Linked DNA regions of Mus musculus: region 2 is linked to region 1. A link is a contact called in public promoter capture Hi-C data. All regions are on one chromosome and are shown on one strand. The core of a region is the stretch at or near the end of the contact, and the rest is flanking DNA. Distances in the headings are between cores, read along the strand shown.

Region 1 (7,303 bases), core at 3,326-5,825:
TTCCAGTTGTCTGGGCGTCTAAGGTGGTGGACTAGTCTGTCCTCCAATTTTGTGGTAGAGACCAGGCATTCACAAGGTATCCACGTCCTATTCTCCCAGCAAGCTATGCTACAGGACGATATTCATGAGTTTAGCCTCCTTTTGCCCCCAAAGAACTATGGATTCACATCGCCATCGTAGCTTTGTTCAGGATTTCTCTGTGTTGGAGGGGTTGCCTAACAGAGCTTTTGGGGGCTCCCATGTGTTAGCTAAGGGAAAGCCATACTTTTGAAATACAATGAATGGGTTTTCTGGCATCCTTGTATTCCTACAGGGTGACCCATAGAAGTCTCATCTTCTCCCCACAAAGACTCTGAATTGGACAGGACACCGGGTAGCCTCTGCAGGCAGCACTGGGATTCTCGGCAGCTGGAGTTGTTTGGACCGTGTGGGAGGGGGATAAGTGAGAATGACTGTTAGCAGGTCAGGGTCTATATATGCCAGCATGAGGTGCTGTGGGTGTGGGACGTGTGGTTTGCGAGAGGTACGTGCGAGATGCCGAGGCAGGAGGCGATGACTCAGTGCGTTTGGAGCTGCTCCTGGAATGTGGGGGCTTCCTGAGGAGGCGTGCACGCTCGTGATTACTGCATCTGTGATTAGAAACAGACCCAGCCCCGCGCCGATCAGTTAAGTAAGTGTTAGCTGTTCCATATTGGGAAAAGTGTGATCAAAAGAGGGGAAGCTCACCTGTTTGATCCTACCGCCTGAGAAGCCACAAGCTCCTGGCCTCCCGGGAGCAGGAAGACTTGGTGGATGGCCCATGTTTCTGTGGGATGGCCCCTCATCGTGAACCCCCTGGGTTCCCAACTCCATGAGATGCTCTCTTGTGCTGCAGCCCTAGGTGGGGTGGGTGAGAAGAAAGAACCGCACGTGGTGCGTATCCCAGCACCCCTTATGCCACAGCCTTAGCCACTTCCTCCAAGCCCAGAACCTTTAGAGAGATGGGAAGGGAGCCAGCCTTTAACTGTGCCTAGAAAAACAGCAGAGTAGGAGGACCTGGAGACTCTCAGTCCATCTGCCTCGTTGTGCTGGGCGGAAGCTGGGGCTCAGGGCCAGAAGGAAAGAGGGCCTCAAACTTACTGCAAATTGTCAGTATTTGGTGGAGAACAAACCTCTTGGCCAAATACTTCAAACCAATGCTGGGCTGGATGAGTCAAGTGGTCCTTTAGCACAAGCTTTTGGCATCCTTGGGGCATCCAGGGCTCTAAGACAGTGATGAAAGTTGGCAGCCTCTCCCAGGCTTGCTTCTACAGAGCATGGGTGGAGCTGCCAGTCCGCAACTCCCCACTGGAAAAATGCTGTCTTACTCTGTTCCACAGGCCCATGCCCAGCGACGGTCTATTCTGCTGGGGCCTCCAGATGAGATCTTTGCTTTCTTGGAGCTGGATTTCAGGGGTATTCCTGTCAAGGAAAGCTTAACCTTGGCACAGTTTCCTGAGGAGCGGCAAAGCACAATGGTCACATTGGTGTCATTGTCCTCTGTCACATGCTGAAAGCAGAGCCACCTCCTGGGTCATACCTTGATGTGAAGAGGAGACAACTCTGCAGGCTTTGCTCGCCCATCTGTTTCATCTTTCCTGGAAAACCACTCGTTTGCATACCTCTAACTCAGTCTAGGCTAGTCACTCCTCTGGAAAAAGGTCAAGTCTTTTTGGATTTTTTTTTTTTCAGTTCAGGGCAGGTAAAGAATTTCACCTGAGGGTTGGAGAGATGGCTTAACAGTTAAGAGTACTTCTGCTTGACACAAGAGCAGAGGGCCTGGGTTGTTCCAAGTACCCACAAGGCAGCTCACAACCATCTATAATTCCAGTTCCTAGGAAATCTGATGCCCTCTTCTGGCCTTCATGGGTATTGCGTATACATGGTGCACTGAAGTGCTTACAAGGAAAAAATGTGAAATAAAAATAAACCTTCAGGGCTGGTGAGATGGCTTAGTGAGTAAGAGTACTGACTGCTCTTCCAAAGGTCCTGAGTTCAAATCCCAGCAACCACATGGTGGCTCACAACCATCCATAATGAGATCTGATGCCCTCTTCTGGGGTATCTGAAGACAGCTACAGTGTACTTACATATAGTAAATAAATAAATGAAAAAAAATAAAAAAAAAATTAAAAAAAAAAAAAACCTTCAGCGGGGCGTGGTGGCGAAGCCTTTAATCCCAGCACTCGGGAGGCAGAGGCAGGCAGATTTCTGAGTTCGAGACCAGCCTGGTCTACATAGTGAGTTCCAGGACAGCCAGGGCTACACAGAGAAACCCTGTCTTGAAAAAAATTTTTTTTAAATTACAAAGATTTCACCTGTTAGGAACTCTGCCAAAAGACCATGTAGAGGGTTTCATTTTGGCATCAGTTCTGTTTTTACCACACATAAGAAACCCTTGCTCTGATATCACATTGGCAACCAGAGGCCAGAGACGCTAACATTCAGAGCCGGGGATGGGAAATGGGGAAGTGCTTCTCCTTGTCTTCTCTTCTCTCTTTCTTTCTCTTCTTCTTCTTCTTCTTCTTCTTCTTCTTCTTCTTCTTCTTCTCCTTCTTCTCCTTCTCCTTCTCCTTCTCCTTCTCCTTCTCCTTCTCCTTCTCCTTTTCCTTCTTCTCCTCCTCCTCCTTCTTCTCCTCCTTCTCCTCCTCTTCCTCCTCCTCTGTTCTTCTCCTACCAGGGGTGTGAGGGCTGCTAGCCCAAACCCAGACAGGGTTTCTCTGTTTTACCCTGGCTGGCCCAGAGATAGATTCACTTCAAACTCCACTTGAGAAAATTACCAGGCTGATGAGATGGCTCAGCAGGTAAAGCCACTTGATGCCAAGCCTGACAACTTGAGTTCAGCCCCCAGGAGCTGCATGGAGGAAGGGCAGAAATTGTTCTTTGATCTCCAAACACAAGCCATGACAACACACACACAAAGACACCACAGAGACAGACACACACATAGACACACATAAACACACATAAACACACACAGACACACACAAACACACACAGACAGACACAAATACAGACACAGACATACAGACAGACACACAGACAGACACACAGACAGATACACATACAGACACACATACATACACACACACATACACACAGAGAGACAGACAAACACACAGACACAGACAGACACACAGACACACATAAAGACACACACAGACACATACAGACACACATAGACAGACACACACATATACACATACACACAGACACATGCATACACACACACACACACACACACACACACACAGACACATAGACAGACACACATACACACAGACACACACACACACAGAGTAAACAAAGAAAACTGTTTGAAAATGTAAATAAAACACTAGAGGAAAGAGTATGGTCAGGACCTTATCTACTCCAGGCTTAGCCGTTGCTGAGGCAGAGGCAGAGGCAGAGGCAGAGAGGCAGAGAGGCAGAGAGGCAGAGAGGCAGAGAGGCAGAGAGGCAGAGAGGCAGAGAGGCAGAGAGGCAGAGAGGCAGAGAGGCAGAGAGGCAGAGAGGCAGAGAGAGAGGCAGAGAGAGAGGCAGAGAGAGAGGCAGAGAGAGAGGCAGAGAGAGAGGCAGAGAGAGAGGCAGAGAGGCAGAGAGAGAGGCAGAGAGGCAGAGAGGCAGAGAGGCAGAGAGGCAGAGAGGCAGAGAGGCAGAGAGGCAGAGAGGCAGAGAGGCAGAGAGGCAGAGAGGCAGAGAGGCAGAGAGGCAGAGAGGCAGAGAGGCAGAGAGGCAGAGAGGGAGGCAGAGAGGGAGAGAGGCAGAGAGGGAGAGAGGCAGAGAGGGAGAGAGGCAGAGAGGGAGAGAGGCAGAGAGGCAGAGAGGCAGAGAGAGAGGCAGAGAGGCAGAGAGAGAGGCAGAGAGGCAGAGAGAGAGGCAGAGAGGCAGAGAGAGAGGCAGAGAGGCAGAGAGAGAGGCAGAGAGGCAGAGAGAGAGGCAGAGAGGCAGAGAGAGAGGCAGAGAGGCAGAGAGAGAGGCAGAGAGGCAGAGAGAGAGGCAGAGAGGCAGAGAGGCAGAGAGAGAGGCAGAGAGGCAGAGAGGCAGAGAGGCAGGAGAGGCAGAGAGAGAGGCAGAGAGGCAGAGAGAGAGGCAGAGAGGCAGAGAGGCAGAGAGGCAGAGAGGCAGAGAGGCAGAGAGGCAGAGAGGCAGAGAGGCAGAGAGGCAGAGAGGCAGAGAGGCAGAGAGGCAGAGAGGCAGAGAGGCAGAGAGGCAGAGAGGCAGAGAGGCAGAGAGGCAGAGAGGCAGAGAGGCAGAGAGGCAGAGAGGCAGAGAGGCAGAGAGGCAGAGAGGCAGAGAGGCAGAGGCAGAGGCAGAGGCAGAGGCAGAGGCAGAGGCAGAGGCAGAGGCAGAGGCAGAGAGGCAGAGGCAGAGAGGCAGAGGCAGAGAGGCAGAGGCAGAGGCAGAGGCAGAGGCAGGCAGGCAGGTCTAACTTACTGCCCCCATCCTTAACCTCATGACAAGCCCTGGGCTTGGATGCTTACCGAAGGTGGGTTGTGCAAAGAAGGAAGGGAGCCAATGTAATGGTCTAAGCCTCTCCCTTTAATGTCTGCATCCCACTGCTTCCAGCAAAGGCCAGGACACCAGATGGCCTGGGGGTGGAGCTATGAGCAGCACAGAGTCCTCAGCCCTAGCCAGCAGCCTGTCCCCTTTCCTCTGCCCCATCCAGGCCACACTGCTGTTTGGGCCAGATTCAAATGAGGCACAGGTGTCCTAAAGGCATGGGATGAGGCCTCCTCCAGGAGGAGATGACTACAGTGCTTCCCTCTAACCCTAAATAAAGTGGAAGTGGACCTCCAGGCAGGCTGGGGCAGGAAAGGGATCTTAGCCACCATGTGCCTAGTCCTTAGGCCATTTGCCTTATAGAAGCCCCCCTGATTAAAAAATAACAGCAACAGCAAAACCATTCAGTCAACAGGGGAAAGTCCTCCAAGCTTCTAGGAGCTCTTAGGCAGCCAGCCCTGGTGTTAGAACGCGGCCCCAGGCTGCCTGTTTTCTGGAGACAGGGCCGACCTTAACTGTATCTGTAGGATGGAGAGCAGAGACACGGGAGAGACAAGAGTGCTGTTGCATGGGCTGTTTTGTGGCTGAGGCCATCAGGCATGGAGTGCTGGCACTGAAGAGCCTAGGCATCAACCAAACAGGAATGGGAAGGATCCAGAGCAGAACAATGCAGCTCACCACTAAATCATATATTGTTTTTTTTTAAAGATTTATTTATTTATTTATTTATTATATGTAAAGTACACTGTAGCTGTCTTCAGACGCACCAGAAGAGGGCATCGGATCTCATTACGGGTGGTTGTGAGCCACCATGTGGTTGCTGGGATTTGAACTTCCGACCTTCGGAAGAGCAGTCGGGTGCTCTTACCCACTGAGCCATCTCACCAGCCCTAAATCGTATATTGTTATATGTAAAGCCAAGTGAAACAGGACAGAGACAGTGGAGTAAAGACGGCCAAGAAAAGGGGGGATGAGATGGCTCAGTGGGTAAAGTTACTTGCTGCCAAACCTGATGGACCGAGTTCAACTCCCAGGACCTACAGGGTAGAAGAAAACTGGTTCTTGCAAAAGCTGTGATACATGCCCACACAGGCACACACAGACCCTCAAGTAGTCAGAGCAAACTTGCCAAAAAAAAAAAAAAAAAAAAAAAAAAAAAAAAAAAAAAAAAACCACACACACACACAACCAAGTTGGAGGGGACTGGAGTGATGGCTTTGTGGTTAAGAGCACTTGCTGCTCTTCCAGAGGACCAGGGTTCAGTTCTCAGTACTGGGATCGGGTGGCATAGCTGCCTGTAACTCCAGCTCCTGGAGATTCGATGCCCTCTTCTGCTCTCCACAAGTACTGTGCATGTGCACACACACATAAGAGTAAATAAAAAAAATTTCAAACAAGAAAAAGTGAGATCCTGACTCAAAAAGGTAAATAAACACAAAATCAAGCTAGGCACAGGATGCTCATCTTTAATCCCACCAGTCTCCAGGCAGAGGCAAGCAGATTTCTCAGTTCAAGACCAGCCTGGTCTACAAAGTTAGTGCCAGGACAGCCAGCGCTACCACAGAGAGAAACCCTATGTAAAAAGAGAAAAGGAAAGGAAAGGAAAGAAAGAAAGGAAAAGAAAAAACAAAATCAGAACAACAACAAAACCCCCAAATCTCCCAAATTTCACATATACATTTACATGATTATTATGTCTGTCTGTCTGTCTGCCTCTGTCTCTCTGTGTGTGTGTGTGTGTGTGTGTGTGTGTGTGTGTGTGTGTGTTTCTGGGATTCAACCCAGGGCCTAGGTAGTAGATACTAAGTATTTTGCTAATTAGTTACACTCCAAGCTCAAGATAAAATGATCTTTGTCAAGAAGTACAAGAACTTTGAATGGAGAAAGCCAAATGATGCTGGGAAGGTTGGGTCTCCACAAGCAGTAGAATAAAGCTGGACCCTTACAGCAGCCATACATAACCCTTAACCCAGAGTGAGCGAGACACTTACATATACAAGGTGACGCTGGAAAGCTCTTAAGAAGAAATACAGGACAAGCCCTTCCAACTTTGGACTTGCCTGTGGTTTCTTATCTTAGACACCAAAGGCACAGTCAATAGAGAGAAAGACAGATCAGACTGGATGAAAATTTAAGATGTTTGAGAGAAGGCTGGAGAGATGGGTCAGTGGTTAAGACTGCTCTTCCGAAGGTCCTGATTTCAATTCCCAGCAACCACATGGCGGCTCACAACCATCTGTAACGAGATCTGATGCCCTCTTCTGGAGTGTCTGAAGACAGCTACAATGTACTTTACATATAATAAATAAATAAATCTTTAAAAAAAAAAAAAAGGAAAAGATGTTTGAGAGAAAATAATTGCCAGACTTATACCTAGTAAGTAGTTGATATATCCAGAATATACAAGCAAACCCTACAATCCAACTAAAAGACACTAGGAGAGCAGTGGAGGAGCTCAGCTCTGTGACAGTAGCGTGTCCTTCTCAATACTGCATCATGGGAAAATATAAACCCACAGGAAAGTTGAAAGAATTGTATAAGGAAAACTCTCAGATCTGTTACCTGAATCTTTAATTAGCCTGTGACTCTCCTGGGGTTTTGTTGGGGGGGTGGGAGGTTGTTTTGTTGGTTTTGTCTGGTTTGGTTTGGTTTGGTTTGGTTTGGTTTGGTTTGGTTTGGTTTGGCTTGGCTTGGCTTGGCTTGGCTTTTTGGCTATTTGAGTCAGGATCTCACTATGTAGTCCTGACTGTCCTGGAACCACTCTGTAGACCAGGCTGATATC
Region 2 (7,303 bases), core at 1,862-4,361, 560 kb before region 1:
TGTTCAATCATTTTATTAAATTCCCCCCCCCCTTCTCTTTTGGGTCTTGTTATGTAGCCCCAGACGGCCTGAACTTACTATGTAGAGCTAATTGGCCTCAAATTTATGAAACCCTTTGCCTCTGCCTCCCAAACGCTGGGATTACAAGTGTACATCACCACACCCAGTCTACAAGCCACTTTTAAAATCTGGTGTGCACCGAAATGAACCAAACTCAGAACCATCTGAGGATCTAAACAAAACAACTCTGGAACATTACCAAGCAGGTAATGTTTGTTTTGCAAGCAGATACACTGAGCCTTAGACACTTGGATTGGAAACAAAAAGAGAAATCACTTACTAACTATGGTCATGGAGCCAACAGACAAGAAGCCTCAATAATCTGACCCCAAAGAACAGAACCCATAAGACTAACCTAAAGAGGAAAACCAGATCTGATGCCCCACACTTTGTAACCCAAGCACTCAGGAAGTAGTGAGTTCCAGGACAGACAGTGCTACACAGAGAAGCCCTGTCAAAAAAAAAAAAAAAAAAAAAAGAGGGCTAGAAAGATGGCTCAGTGGTTAAGAGCACTGACTGCTCTTCCAGCGGTATTGAGTTCAATTCCCAGCAAGTGTACTCATATACATAAAATAAATACATCTTTAAAAAGAAGAAAAAGAGGAGCCTGGGCTGGAGTGGTGATGCACATCTTCAATCTCAGCACTGGGGAAGCTGAGGCAGAAGAATACAAAGTTCAGGCCTGAGCTCAGTTCTCAAACCCTATCTATAAGGAAAAAAAAGGGGGAGGGAGGGCTTAGTATTTCTGGGTATAGATTCAAGAATAATGGAAACACACACCTACAAAGTAACCCTGTCCCAGAGTCTAGAGCAGCACATTCCCTCTACCCACAAAGTAGAAACCTCCAAATGACCACTAACCGCTGATACAATGTAGCATAGCCAAATAAGGAACAGTTGCAAGTACAAAATCCAACCAAAAGCAGAAGGCAACCAAAGAAAAGTTAAAGAGGGAAGAACACTTGCAGGCAGGAGCCAGGAGTCTGCAAACAACCTTGCAACACAGCAAAGCTGACAAAAAGATAGCCATCGCTGTCATCCAACTCCAGAGTTTATTATTCCAAGTGGGAGTCCTGCGCTCATTAATACTCTGAAGGGAGGCTCAGCGCTGGAACAGAAAATAAAAGGGCTAGTGAGATGGCTCAGTGCTTAAAGCCACAGGCTGCTCTTCTAAGGAATGCTGTTTTAATTCCCAGCACCTACATGGTGGCTTTCAACCATCTGTATCCTCTTTTGGCCTGAGAGCTGCCTAATATAGTATGCATATACATGAGGCAGATAGACAAACACATAAAGAAAAATAAATCTGCCGGTGTTGGGCATAGATTGCCCATTTTTAATCCCAGCACTACTCAGGAGGCAGAGGCAGGCAGATCTCATGAGGTCAAAGCCAATTTGGTCTACATCATCCAAGGCTACACAGTGAGACTTTGTCTCAAAAAAAAGGGGGGGGGGATTAATTAAAATTAAAACAATTAAAGCAGGCTAACTCTATTATGTTAATAAAGCATAAGTGGAAGCAACCGAGGAAATAAAATTGCTCTTTGACAGTCTTACTTAAATCAAATGAGTAGAATGTTACTTGTATACTTCCCTGCAATCAACACTGGAATCGAGGTATTGATTATGCTCGCCAGTTTGATTCAATTGTTTTAACCATATCGAAACTTGGAGGAGGAGGAGGAGGAAGAGAAGGAGGAACGCATAATTAACTGGACACGAATAAAATGGCATAACTGAAATTTCCTTTACATACTTGAGCAAAGGGAGAGAGGAAATATATATATAGGTAAAACAATAGTGAAAATATTGATAACTGTTGAATGTGAGCGGCAGGCAGTATTGGGGGAGGAGGTTCAGCTACTGAATGTGAGTGACAGCATTTAGGGAGGGGCTCAGCTCATCGTTCCTCTTATGTGTATGCTTATAAGGTTTTCATTGAGGCAGAGGTAGATAGTTGACCCCAAGTTCGAGGTCAGCTTGAACTACCTACTGAGTTCCTGCTTAATCAAGGCGATCGGCCTCGTCTCCAACAGTTTTCAGCAATAACTCTTCCAAAACGGAATTCTTTGCAAATGAAATGATCATCCGGTTTATTCGGGGCGAGCTGCCGGGTGCTGGTGCTCTTGTCTTCGGAAAGCAAGCAGGCTATGGGGTCTAAGGCAAAGAGGCAGAGCAGCTTCTGGCGGGACCGACTCAAGCTCCGCGCCACCACGCGGACCAAAGAACGCGCACGCTTCATTCAAGGCAGAATCTGACAAATCACTCTCCGTGAACGCTCGGGCTCAGAGAACCGCGGAGCTCAATTTGGAATGCTCACACGCCGGGGAACCCAAGCAGCTGGGCTGGAGAGCTCTCGGGTCTCGGCCCAGGGTAAGGCCGGGAGCCGAGCCCAGGGCACCCCTGGTCGGCCCTCGGGTCCCTCCCTGAACCCTTCACTCGGTGCCCACATCGCACCTCGGCCTTGCCCCGCCCGCCTACCTTCCAGATCGGCATCTTCCGAGTCCGAGTCACTCTCCCCGTCCTCCTCGATGACGGGGACTGCGCTGGACTCCTGCGTGTGAAAGGTCGTCGGGGAGACGATGAACGTGTCTGATTCCTGGCGGCGGGCCTCGCGCAGGCGTGTGAAGTACTCCACCGCGAAGTCGACGAGGTCGGGCGGCTGCTGCCGAAGCACCTCCACGGTGTAGCCCTGCAGCAGCTCCGTGAGCCCCGCGGGGATCTGGATGTGGCTCATGCCTGCGACGTCCGAGGGGCCCGGCGGGTCCGGGCGGCCGGCGGCTGCAACCTGCGCGCTCCCTCACGCCGGCCTGTCACTCCGCGCCCGCGGTCTCCCGCGCGGCCCGTCTCGGCCTTCCTCGCGTCGCGCCTTATTCTGGCCGGGTCTGAGTTTGTTGTGCGGGCCGCGCGACCCTTCCGCTAGCAAGCCAGCCTGGCGCCGCTGCTGTTGTCACCCGGCCGCAGCCGCCGCCGCTGCCGCCGCCGCGCCGCCGCCGCCGCGGGGACCGCCGGGCAGGCAAGCTGGACGGGCGCGGCAGGCGCCCGGGTTGTGACGCACGCGGCCGCGGGCGTGCGCGTCCCCGGCCAGGAGCTGGCCCAGAGTGCGCGTGCGCCGCTGAGCCTCCCGCTCTCGGAGCAGCCCATGGTCAAGGTGCGGGAGGCCCCGGAGATGAGGAAAGAGTGGCCCGGCTGCGAGGCGGGCTGGTTAGTGCGTCTCGCCTGGTCACAAAAACCTTTCACTCATGCTTTCGGAGCATGCTGCGAGCCTCTTAAAGGAGTGCCAGGGTCACTGAAGTGACACAGGACCACCTCACCTTGACCCCTGCTCTAGTGGAGGGCCAGAGGGCTTACTCTAGGGAACGACATTAATGCTAAGCCTAAAGTACTGAGCAGGTTTGCCCAGAGAACGATCTGGAGGAAAGTCCTGTACAACAGGAACAAAGACCTAGTCAAGTCAGAAGAACCACCTTGACTGACAGGTAGAACGATGCGTGCCTGACTGCCTGAGGTCCTAAGGAGTCTAATATGACGTCGTGAGATGTCAAAGGGGGAAGGCTTTGTAGGAAGTAAAAGTTTCAGTGAGATAGTCACTTGTGAGCCTCAAGCAGAGAAATAACCCTGAAAGAGCTCGCTCAGCCGATTGTGGGCAGTAAGAAAGCAGAATAATGCCAGGAGCTGGACAGACCTCGGGGCTTGTTCCTCCTTTTGGACACTTCCATCTTGGTCTTCAGGCCTAGACTTAGAGTCCTCCTTCCTCCCCACTCAACCCTGGGCCACACTACTTGGTGAAGTTGAGCAGACCACAGACCGTGTTGTCTTTTGCCTTTGGGAAGAGGGCAGAGGTGAACTAGAGAGGCACCTGCTGTTCCTCAACTTGTTTCCTCCTGTCACCAAACTTGAACAAAAGAAGTTACAGACCTTTCTGGAATATCCAGCCTAGGTGCTGGCCAAAGAGCCAGCGAGAATACTGTTCTCCCTCTCCCTGCCGGAACCAGCCAGCAACTCGTGAGCTTGGGAACCTGAAGGGTATTGGGATTGTTAAGCACCACCTGGTAATTAACCAGTATTAATTAAGATCTCCACTAGCACCGCCCATAAAGGCCTGGCACAAACCCAAAACCTCAGGCTGCTGGGAACTGAGCTGTGTATGGTGACAGGGGAACACCTTACTGAGGTACTCAATGTAGGGGCCAGTCCAGGCTGTAAGCTAGGTAGACCTGAGACTACAAACAGCTATGTGTCCCTGAATGTATGTTGAGTGGCGGCGAAGCAGTATCCAGCATGCTGGCTGGAGGCACTGACAGCATACTTGTGAAGACTGAATGAATGAATGAATGAATGAAGAAGGAACAAATGATACATTTCAGCAACAAAAGAAGCAGAAACTGCTCTCCTGACTTCAGTCTCATAATATGTATCATTTCTTTCAAAGCTGCTACATAATTCAAGTCTAGCCTGGGTTACATGAAACTATCTCAAATCAAAAACAAAAAAGCAAAGCAACACAGTGGAGATGGGTCTTCTCTTGAGCAGACTGGCTCTTTTTGGGGGGGTATGGGAGGAGGGGAGAGGTTGTTGGTTTGGTTTTTCAAAACAGGATTTCTCTGTGTAGTCCTGGCTGTTCTGGAACTCACTTTTTAGAGCAGGTTGACCTTGAACTCAGAGATCTGTCTCCTGAGTGCTGGGATTAGATGTGCACCACCACGGCCCAGTCTAGCCAACTCTTAAAAGTTTTCCAGGATTCAAATCTTGCCATTACAATCCAAAAAACCTAGATGTGACCCCCCCCACCACTGCACCATATTACCAAGGGAATTGCCTCTCTGCAAGCAACCCTACAGCCAAGCTTGTGGAAAGGTAAATTCACAACTCCAAGTTCCAGTCTTCCCACATTATCATGTCTTACATGTTTTAAATGGGGCACAGGCAAATGAAGAGTTAGGACTCTGACCTCAATTACAAAATAGAGAAGAGAAAGGTTGTTGACAGAGTTGGGTGTGGACAGGGTCTCCCGGTACACTGAAACCCTATTGGCCTCTGTCAGAAACAGTCTGGTTTTCCTGACCTGTTAAACAGATTCAGCACAGCCTAACCATCCATCTGTCCAACAGACAGCATTCAGAGGGCACCCTAACCTAGTATAGTAACACATCATTTGTAGATCCCATTACTCAGGAGAATGAGGCAGGAAAAAAAATCACTCTTGCACACAGGAATTTAAGACAAACCTAGGCAACACAGAGGAATCTCTATCTTAAATTAAAAAAAAAAAAAAAAAAAGCAGGCTAGAGCTGGAGATGTTCTTTCAGTGGTAAGAACAGTTGTTCTCATGAAGATCTGGGTTGGACTCCCAGAACCCACATACTGTCACAAACTATCCAGTTCCAGGGGAACTACAAAGGATACAGACCTCAACAGATGCAGTGAAGATACATTCGTGGAGGCAAAACATTCATCCATATAAATAAATCTAAAAGCAATTGTTTTAAAGAGGGACTAGGCTGTGACTCAGCAATAGAGGTTGTACTTAGCACCAAGCCTAAATGGGTTTAGCCACAACAAAATCCTCAAAGGACTGACATGAACAGAAATTAGACACCCTACAGCTAGCTGCTCCTTACCTTCCTCCATACAGAAGATTCACAGTGAAGTTAAATAGCTTGTAGTTCCAATCTGACTACCTCCCTCACTTCTAGGTTTCCAAAGGGAGGGTCTCTCTCTTCCCTGTCCTTCAATAATTACAGGAACAATGGCTGTCATGAATGCCCATTTATGCTAACTGAAAGGCCTTGTAACAAGAGAGCATCAGGGATCTAAGCCCTGCATCTTCAACCTTTGTCCTGAATGCCATCTTGCCTGCATCCAAGCCTGTCCAGCTACAGGACTAGCTGTTACCATGGCAACCAAACCCACCACTGACAAACAGCTGCTAAGAGCAAGTGACAATGGTGGGTGGAAAGGCCTAAAGCGGAGACCTTCAGAAGCAAAAGCCATCCAGCAGATGAGGCCCCTCATCCCATGTTGTCTTCCTCACAACCCTCAGGTAATGAACATCATTAGACCACCATACCACCAGCCACAGATACAGATATGAATACAATGAGGCTTGTTCTCATAGGCTTTTACAATTGCCATGCACAGTTTGCAGAGGAGGGACACAGGCAGTTTAGCACCAACAGCAGGGAGGGTTTTGATGAAAGCAAACTTAGGCAGGGTACCAACTGCTGTTTCCAGTAAAATAGTGAATTTCTTAGACTCTTTTTTTGGTTTGGTTTGGTTTGGTTTTTCGAGACAGGGTTTCTCTGTGTAGCCCTGGCTGTCCTGGAACTCACTCTGTAGACCAAGCTGGCCTCGAACTCAGAAATCCACGTGCCTCTGCCTCCCGAGTGCTGGGAGTAAAGGCGTGTGCCACCATGTCCGGCTTCCCTTTACTTAAAACCATCCCCCTTCCCGAGGGAAAGAGAAGCTAATACTCCTTGAAGCCTTGCCCTTGGCCCAGGTCCCAGCTTACTTACCTCATACCTTTCATCTACTAAGAGAACTCAGCAGAAACAACCCACTTAACCTGACTAGGAGGCCGTGTGACAACCTTGAACTCTTGATTCTCCTGTGCCCACCTCTGGAGAGTTAGGATTACAGGCATGTGTTATTATGTTCAGTTTATGCCGTGTTGAAAATGCTTGACACCGCTCTGACTGTGGTACATCCCACAGTCCAGCTCCTTAAGCTCCTCCAGTCTCCACCTGTTCACTGGAACCTGCTGGTTACCTGAGCACTTCTATGGCAGTCCCTCACTGACAGTCTTCGAAGTTCACTCATTACCTATGTTTTCTTTTGTTTTGTTTTACCTTAGAAGCATTCAGGAGCCTCTGGTTAGCAGGAGAGATGGGGAACTTTTCTCTGTCTTTACCCATCTGTCCCTTGGCCTACATGATGCCTCCCCTATGAGATTCAGTCTTTGATCTAGGTGGTCTATTTTAACAAACATCCTGTTCCAGGGAGCAGTTAATTCCCAGGCCACCTGTTTCTATACCTGCGAGTCAACCCCCTCTTTCCTGGGACATTGTGTCCCAAGAAAGTGTCAGCGTGTACAGCAGGCCTGTTGTCTGCTTTTGAGACACCTTAGGGCAAGGAAAGAAACTGGGAAGCTCAAGAAACAACACTGCAGGACCAGAACCTTTGTGTAGTTATCACAGCAGAGAAAGCAGAAAAGTGAGCCCTCAGGGAGCAGCCGGCCCTCAGG

What was found. Promoter capture Hi-C pulls out the DNA fragments that hold promoters and counts their contacts.
Region 2: a contact with region 1 is called in a promoter capture Hi-C map of liver, with 2.6 times the contacts expected there. The contact joins the promoter of Prkar2a here to the promoter of 4930447F24Rik in region 1. A contact is called at or near these places in 5 of 39 promoter capture datasets (frontonasal cranial neural crest, liver, maxillary cranial neural crest and 1 more).

The regions. Positions count from the first base shown.
Region 1 is chr9:108,130,990-108,138,292 of GRCm38.p6, reverse strand. 4930447F24Rik (RIKEN cDNA 4930447F24 gene) reads right to left here and starts at 4,575. Exons shown (of 3, transcript NR_126078.1): 1 at 4,503-4,575; 2 at 727-876; 3 at 1-629. All of the region lies in intron 2 of Bsn (bassoon), which reads left to right.
Region 2 is chr9:108,687,951-108,695,253 of GRCm38.p6, reverse strand. It overlaps Prkar2a (protein kinase, cAMP dependent regulatory, type II alpha), which reads right to left and starts at 3,111. Exons shown (of 11, transcript NM_008924.3): 1 at 2,542-3,111. The coding sequence starts at 2,797.